2 separate regions of the Neogale vison genome follow, and region 2 is linked to region 1. A link is a contact called in public Hi-C data. All regions are on one chromosome and are shown on one strand. The core of a region is the stretch at or near the end of the contact, and the rest is flanking DNA. Distances in the headings are between cores, read along the strand shown.

Region 1 (4,450 bases), core at 706-3,205:
AACCACCTGTGCAAGGTCACAAGGCAAATGACATGGACAGAGCTTTGCTGTGTGCTCACTGAAAGCCTGGGCAGGGAGGAAGATAACCATGCAAAGGGGCCCACAGCCCAGCCCAAGGCTCAGCCCAGGCCCAGCTGACCCCAAGTCCACACCTTTCCGCCACAGTGGACAACAGGCAAGGCGCCAGAGACAGAGCAGCAAAGGAGGAAATTCATGCCGCTGAGAGAAAAACTCCGGGCCTCCGGGAAGGCAGGGTGGGGCTGGGCACCCAGCTGGGTTCCAGCGAGCCCTAGCCTGGTGCCCTTGGGCCAAGGATGAGTCTTTACTGAGCCTCCCTGCTCGTGCCTAAACTGGGGATAAGAGAACCTCCACCTAACCCACTGCGGGGTTCAAGATGCTGACAAAAGAACTCAGCCTGGGGCCGGCCACAGGAACATTACCCCTTAACACCGATCACAACCACAGTAATAATAACGATGACTATGATGTTATCATTCAGAAGCCACAAGCACAAATCGAGTCCTTCCCAGAATGGAGAAGTGACAGTCCATCTGGGAGGCAGAAGGGCAAGAAGCGGGGGAAGGGAGAGGAAAGAACCGAACACCCCTGGAGGCCACATGTCCAGCTCTCATTCATCCGCTTCCTGAATCCTGGAAACACCCCACAGAGCGGAGTCTGTCCACTGGACAAATGGGTAAACTGAGGCTTCCCAGGGCTGGCCAAAAGCCTTATCAGGCTCCAACAAGGGCCCCCCAATTTGCAGGCTTTCGCTTGGGAATTAGCCTGTGTTCTGGGGCCCCAGAGCACTGTGACAAGGGCAGGGAAAGAATCCTGCAGAAAGTTCCCCCGCAGGGTCCTACTTCTAACTGACAGGGAAATTCAGGTTCATCCTTCAGTTCCCTGTCCTCTGCCTGCTCCCACCACCCCCTCGCTACTGCAGAGGTGGGGCCAGACAGCCAGGGCTTGCCAGGGCACTGATGGGCAGACTAAGATAACGCCAGACACCTGTACAGACAGACAAAAGGATCCATTCGGGAGAGAAGCCAGCGTTTGCCAGGGACCAGGCTTTGGAGTGAGCCTAGGAGAACCAGACAACCGAGTCCCCGAGGGTCCAGCCAGCCAAGTCAGGCTGCAGAGGCCAGAGTAACCCAACAGAGGCATGGTTAAGTGTTAAAGTCTGCGAGGGGCACGGACCGGCGGCCAGGCAGCACAGGTCACCCCAGACAGCTAGCCAGGCAGCAGGGGCCGCCCTGAGGGACTGGACAGATGGACAGCCAAATGGTGGTGGCAAGGAGTTCTATCCAGGACAGAGAGACAGTCAACCAGACGGCAGGGGCTGCTCCAGATAAATCAACAGCCAGCCAGACCACAGGGGTCGAACCAATAGGTATCTAGCTGGCAGGTTTCGGACAGACAGAGAAGAGGGACCTAACCCTGACCCACTGGCAACCAGATGGTAGAATTCAGCCACGAAAGCTGGGGACCAGAAGAGTCGGCGACGGTCCACCGCACTTCCTGGCCCACGCCCCCCAGTCGGTGAGACGCCCCAAGGGCCTGAGCCGGATCCCCAGACCCTGCAGGAAGCCCTCCGCCCAGGGCGTCCTACAGGGCCCGCCTCCCTGTCCCCGTCCCCGTCGCGGGCACGCAAGCGCCGCAGTTACGCCGGCTGCGCAGGGCGCGCCATTCCCGGTCCGCCCTCCGCGCCCTAGGCCGCCGCCCGCCCGCAGTCGCCGCCGCGCTCGCTCACCGGCCGACGAAGTTCTCGAGCACCGAGCTCTTGCCGGCGCTCTGGCCTCCCACCACGGCGATCTGCGGCAGGTCCAGGTGGCAGCTCTGGCCGATGGAGCTGAAAGCGTCCTGCAGCTTGTTGACCAGGGGGATCAGCTCTTCCATCCCGCGGTTGCCCATGGCGCCGGTGGCCCCGGCCCGAGCGCCCCGCGCTCCCCGCCTGCCCCGGCCCTTAACGACGCGGCCCCGCGGCGTCCGCGGCCGTTGCTCCCCGCCCGCCCGGGCCTCGGCGCGACGCCCGCTCCCGGCTCGGCCTCACAGTAGCCGCCTCATCCGGTTCTCAGAAGACACCCGACCCGAGCGACCTCCCGCCCGGGCCCCGGGGCTGCGCCCAAAGCCCTCACACCGCTCCCGATTAGCCTTTCGCGCTGCCACTCCTACATGCGAGCCAATGAAAGAGAAGTATAGGCCTGTGGTTGAGTGACCCTTCCCCCGAAAGACCTCCCGGTGGGCCCATTGGACTCCAGAACTGTCGCTTTTGCGCAAGAGCCAATAGCGTGGGGGCAGCGAGTTGTCAGGGCCAGGAGGCGGTGTTTCGGAAAATGTAGGAGGAATAGGCTCCGCCTATTGTGGGAGGCACCCTATAAAGGCAAGAACACCCAAGTCTTATTGGCAGGAAGACCCGCCAGTCAACAGTGCCGACCAATGACGTTAGGGATCGATTCATCGACTCTGGTTTGTCACTTGACACTACCTAGTTCCCTAAGAATTCCCCATTGGTTTATATAAATATCACTCCATTCCTCCAGCCAACAAAGCCAAAGAGGACGGGCTTTGACCTCCGAATCCTGACTTTGATCGAGAACTTCTCTGTCAATCAAAGAATCTCCCGTTCTTGTGATTGTTGTAAGTCTGTTAGAGAGTCTTCTGGAGTAAAGACCAAGGCGCACCATACTCGCCGAAGGGCGACACCTCGTGGTCGGACCCGGTAGTGAGAGTCACTTCTGAGTTTCCGGCCTCTGGAGAAAACTACAAGTCCTAGAATGCACCTCGGCCCGAGGTTGCAAACCAGCATTTCGCGCCGGGTTTCAAAGCGCTTTGAAGGGCAGTGCTGGGTTAGTAGTTCCTGGGGAGAAGCGGTTTAGCACTGCGTTGGCTCTCAATTTCATTCCTGTAAAGTCCCACCTCCACGCTTTTGCAAATGCTATGCCCTTTCCTAGGATTACCTTCCGCTCACGCCCCGACTTGATTCCGCTACCGCCTGTAACGTTGTTCCCCTGCCTCTTCAACTTGAGCGTTTCGTGACCTTTTCGAGTACCCAATGAAACTCAACGGATCCTCTCCCCCAAGTAAAGATATTATTTTGCAGTCGGTGTTGGGGGTTCTGGGAACTAGAAATCTTGACCTCATGGGGAAAAAAGCCAGGGATAGGTGGAAGTATTTTATAAAGTGATCTGATTCCCCTGGGCATAGATTGGCCAGAGAGAAGCCCAATAAGGAGTCAGATGAAACGGAGATAGGGAATGGGGCCGATGAGGCAGTAACAGGGGAATGGCAGTAGCCAATGGTATATGCCTGCTCCACGACCTAAAACCCGGGTCCCAGAGAGATGGGCAAAAAGTCAACCGACAAGGCTTCGCACTGCAGCCTTGACCGCAGTGACAGAAGCCTGGAAACACCCTACATCCCCTTCGCTGAGCTCGTTAAATAAATACTGTGCAACAGCTTTAAGACAGGAAGTCTTCCTGTTCTGACGTGTAAACAACTTGAAATATACTCAGAGGGAAAAGAGAAAGGTACAGAACTGCACACAAAGGGCGCCCACATTCTTGAAAAATATATATACATGGAAAATCTCGGGGAGAATACACAAACCGATCAAATAGTTTCATTTTTATGCTATTAGAATACTGGATCCTACACATTGTACACAGGATTACTTTTTCAATATAAAAACCCATTATCTTCTCTTCTAAGAGCACCAGCTCTGTAATTGGCCCCATCTAGGTTAGATCATGTGCCTATTTTTTTTGCTCACTTCATTCCTCTGAACCTGTCTCCTCATCTGTAACACAGGGACTGCAGCTACAAACGCCTTACAAAGTTGCAAGAATTAAACACACAAGGCAACTACTTAGAACAGTACTAGGGGGGTGCCTGGGTGGCTCAGTGGGTTAAGCCTCTCCCCTTTACTCAGGTCATAGTCTCAGAGTCCTGGGATTGAGCCCCACATTGGGCATCTGCTCAGCGGGGAGCCTGCTTCCCTGACTCCATGTGCCTCTCTGCCTACTTGTGATCTCTGTCAAATAAATAAATAAAATCTTAAAAAGAAAACAACAACAGCGTAAGCATCTGCTAGATCACACCTACTGTCACCATCACTGTGTTTACTGACAGCAAAATTAAGCCATGCGTCAAGAGTCAAGGCTCAGAGCAGGAGCTCCAGAGCCAGGGGCTTCCTCTCAGTGGTGACCGTGGACAAGCTACTTTCCCTCTCTGCCTATTTCCTCACCTGTGGAAAGTTGGGGAATAAGTACCCACCCTCAGGCTGGCTGGGGGGCCTGAGCCACAGGAAAAAGGACGCATCTCCCGTGCTGGGGTACGTCCTACATGCCAGGCTGCGCCAGGTGGTTTCCAGAGAACAGCTGCTGCCAAGGTCACTTATTATTATTATCAATGGGGGGAGCAGGGGTGGGGGGGGCGTGGAACTGGACACAACATG
Region 2 (4,450 bases), core at 1,226-3,725, 230 kb after region 1:
TCTACTGTGTACCAGGGACTCTTCTGGCTCAGCCCATATATAACGAGCTGAATGAAGTAAGGTAGATACCAACCAGAAATCTCCTTCCATCTGGCACACTCTTACCCCCAGACACCCTCTACGCCCTATGAGATTTTAGTCTCTACAGTCTGAATTCACCAGTGGGTTTTTCTCTCTTTACACCTGGATCTTGTTCCTGCACCCGCCTTAGGTACAACCACAGCAAACAGCTGGCTCTTTTTGCTGGTGGCTATAGTCCCAGTCCCTGGCTGCAGTGCTGGGGCACGTAGTTGACGCTTGGAAATATGTGTGAAATGAGCTAGGAAATCAATGACAGAGCAAAGGCAGGCTCACATGCATGACCTCAGGGAATCCTCGCTGTCGCTACCCACTTTGCAGATAAGGAAACTGAAGCTCAGGGAGGCAGAGCTGATGCCACTGGGGTCCCACCGCAGCTAAGTAATGTGTGGCTGTGGGATGCAGCAGAGAAAGCTTGGGTAGCCGCCCACCCCCACCTCACAGGTACCGGAGACTTAGCAGAAGATGCCCTGATGATGGCCAGGTCGGTGCAAAGCAACTCAGAGGGCTCTGTCTCAGCACCCAGCCGGACATGCTGTGCTGGCAGATTAGGAAAGTCTTGGCGCTGATGGGGAAGCTTCCGGCGCCCTGTCCCCAATTTTGGGAGCTCGGGCTCCCAGGATCCCGTTTCACTGGGGCCGGTAAGCTCCCGGTCTCGGAAGCCGGGGAAAGATCTCCGGAAACCCGGGAATCTCCGGCATCTGGGGTCCTCCCCGCACACCCACAGCCCGGAGGCTGCCCTGAAACCCTCAAAGGGCGTACTGGTGGGCCCTGGCTTTCTTGGGGGGCGGAGGAACCCCACAGCGTCCTGGTCCCCTCCCTCCGGGGTGCCAGGTCCCGGTTCCCAACCACAGCTCTCAGCCCGGAAGCTTACCTTGCAGAGGGGCTGGGGAGGGGATGCCCCGCCCTCTCCGGCCTGAGGGGCGGGAGGGGAGAGGGGTGTCCAGACCCTTTGTTTGCTGTTGTGTGTGTGTATGTGTGTGTGCGCGGTTGTGAGACCCGCGGGGGTGTGGGTTCGTGCGCGCGCGTGCCCGGGGCCTTGACGGCCGCGGAGATGCTGGACTGCCTGGGCTGGAGGGGGAGGGGGAGGAGAGGGGGACTTCCCCCGCCCCCGCCCGCCCACTCGCGGGTTTGAAAGATGCAGGAGAGGGAGGGGAGACAGCCGGCGGGCGCTTTTGTCTGGATGGCCCCTCCTCTTCCCTGGACAGGGGAATCCCCCCATCTTGAGAACTTTAATCCATCCCCTCCAGCCCCCTTTCTCCGAACACGCTCTTGGGGGTAGTCTGGGAAAAAGCGCCTCTCACCCGAGGGGTCGGAGCTCCTCCTATCCCACCCGCCCCCACGGAACGCCCTTTAATCGGAGATAATCCTGGCCCTAGGCTGCAACACGGCCTTTTATCCCAGTATCAAAACGAGGACTGGGATGCACGCAAGTGTGCCTCTGGGGTGGCCCAAGCTCGCAGTAATGGAGTCTTTAGAGCCCCGGCCGCGTAAAGGGGCTCGAGACCAAAGAGGAGGGGCTACGAACGATTCTAGAGTACCACCACGAGGAAAGCTTCCATCCGCACCTCCAAGATCCCCTTCCCGTCCCCCGGCAGCGCTGGGCTGGAGCACAGGCCTTTGACTAGACATTAGCGACACCCAGCGGCCACACGGGGAGACGTCACGGACAAGAGCCCGAGATCCCCAGACTGGAGTCGGGTGGCGGGGGATGGGGTGGGGGGTGGAGGTGGGGGTCCGGGTGATTTTAGAGGGGGCGTAGGTGCGTGAATCTCCTCTTAGGAATGGCAGAGGATGGTGACGCGAGGGGGAGGCTGTGACCCGAGCCAGGGAAACACTAGCGCCCAAGGCAGGACCACATCGTCCCCAACATCCGACCCCCCCAAGGGCAGGGCCATATCCCTCCTCCATTTAGACCTTCCCAGGGCAGGGTGCTGTACCCCTAGGATTGGGAAAATGCTCTGATCAGACACCGCTCCCCAGCGTGGGGTTGGGTCCTCTTCTCCGGGTGCCCTGGGAGAGGTCTTCCCGCCCAAGCCCGCCCCTGCAGTATGCTCGGGCTGACGTCACTGCGGCGTGGCTGAAGGGGACAATCCCCGGCTTTAGTCTCGCCACCTGCCCCGCCCCTCGCGGCCGCCGCAAACGCCCACCGGGGGGGCAGCGGGAGATAAGGGGGGCTCGAAGTTAGAACGCCAGCCCGTATCCCTCCAGCAGATGCCCCGCCGAGGTCCCGCGCCCCATTAGGCGGGGTCTTTGCGGGGACTCCCGGGGGCCGGAACACACGCGCCTGACCCTTTAAGGCAAGCCGGGTCGCCACTGCCGCCACCGCGGTTACTAGGGATATAACGTCATGCGCGGGCGGGGAACGTGCGCGCCAGGGCGGAAGCGGAAGGGGCGGGGCTCCGCAGGCCGAGTCTCCAGCGCTGCCGCCGCCAGAGTCAGACCGGGAGCCGGAGCGGGCTGAGCCGCTGAGGCAAGATGGTGGACTATAGCGTGTGGGACCACATAGAGGTGTCTGACGATGAGGACGAGACGCACCCCAACATCGACACGGCCAGCCTCTTCCGCTGGCGGCACCAGGTAGAGTGCGCGCGTCCATCCCCTGCCTCCCTCCCCCTCCCCCCTGCGCTCGGGACTCCGCTCCAGAGTTCTGACCCCTAGTAGTGCCAGGGACCCCGCCATTGACACCTGGGATTCCCAACGCACAGTCTGGACTTTCAGTATCGCTTGGGGTTCCTTAATTCAACTCCAGACCCCAGAACTGCCAGGGCGCCGAGTCCCTACCAGAGATCCCGGGCCTCCCCTCCGGTTTCTGCATGGAACTCCCACTTGACCCCTAGGGAACCTCTCTCCGAGTCTAAACTGCTAAGAGAAGCTTTGGGGGTACTCCTCAGTCCCCTCTGGGACCTTCCACTTACACGCAGAACTCTGCCTCAGAGTCTGGATCCTGATCCTATTCTGGGAGGCATTTCTGATCTTGGATATACCATCTGCCCCTCCCCAAATGCTCAATACTTTGAATTCATTCTGAGATCTTCTTTCCTAGTTCTTGACAAGGATTCCCGATCAGATCCAGAGATCCCGCTCCTCCTCCCAACAGAACAAGGAACTGTGTTCTTCCCCGAGATTTCTGTTCCTGGCTTGGGAGTCCAACCCGTAGCCAGGAGACCCCTTCCCTGGAATGTACACGGGTGCTACCCCAGGACCTTCAGTCTCATTCAGGCCTGGAGTTTTGGAACCCATTTCCCCTCCAGACCAAACTACCGGTTCCACTTGATGGAGCCTTCCTCATGCCAGCCACTCTTAGTGTCGCTTACTGTGGACCCCATTTCCCATTATACCAGGAAACCCTACCCCGCAGGGCTTCCGGCCGGCCTTTCCAGAGCCCCTGCCCCTCCTTGGTTTTGCAGGCCCAGGCACCACCCACCCCCAGCAGTTTCCTGTAGGAGCCTCTGGCAGCCTTGGAATGCCTTATACCAACTCCAGTCCAGCACCCAAACCCACCCGGCCTTCCTCCTGCCCCAGCTCAGTCTGCTGCTCTCACTAGAGAACCACCCAATTTGATTCCAAATATACCACTCCTTCTTTTACCTATTTGCCCCCAAATCCAGATCCCAGAACCCTGTCTGGATGTCCTCCTGCCTCTCTCCCTGCCCAGCAGTGCTCACAGGCCAACAAAACAGCTCTCATAAGTCCTAGTAGTCTAACTTCTTGCTCCCGTAAATCCGAGCTCCTCCACCGACATACTGGTGTATACCCTCACACTGAGGACGAGGGATCTCTCAGAACCTTCCGGTTAGGAATTCCTCACCCCACCCTTGCATAAGGCAACTCCCAGTCAGAACCTCCTAGAACAGCCTTTCCCCATTCCTTGGTGTCTTTTGTTCCTACATCTGGTCTCTAGTCCCATTTCCAGTCCTTACCCTACCGCAGCAGTCTCTAGGGGAGTGTACCTGCCAGGCAAGCCACGGAGTAAGAAGAAAGTTCTAGCACTTCTATTTCTTGCTGTGTGTAACATTTTATTACGACATGCTTAAGATCTGTGCAGAGCTCTAATAAGACTATTCTTGGGAACACCTACTTCTTTCACATAAAGAGGTTAATCTATACAGCTGTATTGAGAACATTTTGGTCCTGCTGGGTGGAAAGCCGGCGCCCCCTCTCCTGCAGAGGTCATCCTCCCCACCATGCCTTCCTCCCTCCTGGCACAGGACCTTTTCCCTTCCTGCTGAGGACCCTGGAGCTGTACTGGAGCCTAGTGGGGGTGGGGGAGGGGAGATAAGCATCTCCAGCTGTGACAGGCAAGCTTGGGTTCTAATCCCAGCCCTACCGTTTACTGCTGTACTTTCCCTGCCCTGGGAGACCAACCTGA

The links. A called contact is a pair of places that touch in the nucleus more often than the background predicts.
Region 2: a Hi-C map of muscle shows a contact between it and region 1, with 9 times the contacts expected there. The contact joins the promoter of CDC37 here to the promoter of DNM2 in region 1. A contact is called at or near these places in 2 of 3 Hi-C or Micro-C datasets (fibroblasts and muscle).

What each region holds. Positions count from the first base shown.
Region 1 is chr6:216,673,005-216,677,454 of ASM_NN_V1, forward strand. It overlaps DNM2 (dynamin-2), which reads right to left and starts at 1,956. Exons shown (of 21, transcript XM_044254200.1): 1 at 1,748-1,956. The coding sequence starts at 1,908. It overlaps QTRT1 (queuine tRNA-ribosyltransferase catalytic subunit 1), which reads right to left. Exons shown (of 10, transcript XM_044254204.1): 10 at 3,997-4,450.
Region 2 is chr6:216,903,333-216,907,782 of ASM_NN_V1, forward strand. CDC37 (hsp90 co-chaperone Cdc37) reads left to right here and starts at 2,476. Exons shown (of 8, transcript XM_044254225.1): 1 at 2,476-2,658. The coding sequence starts at 2,557.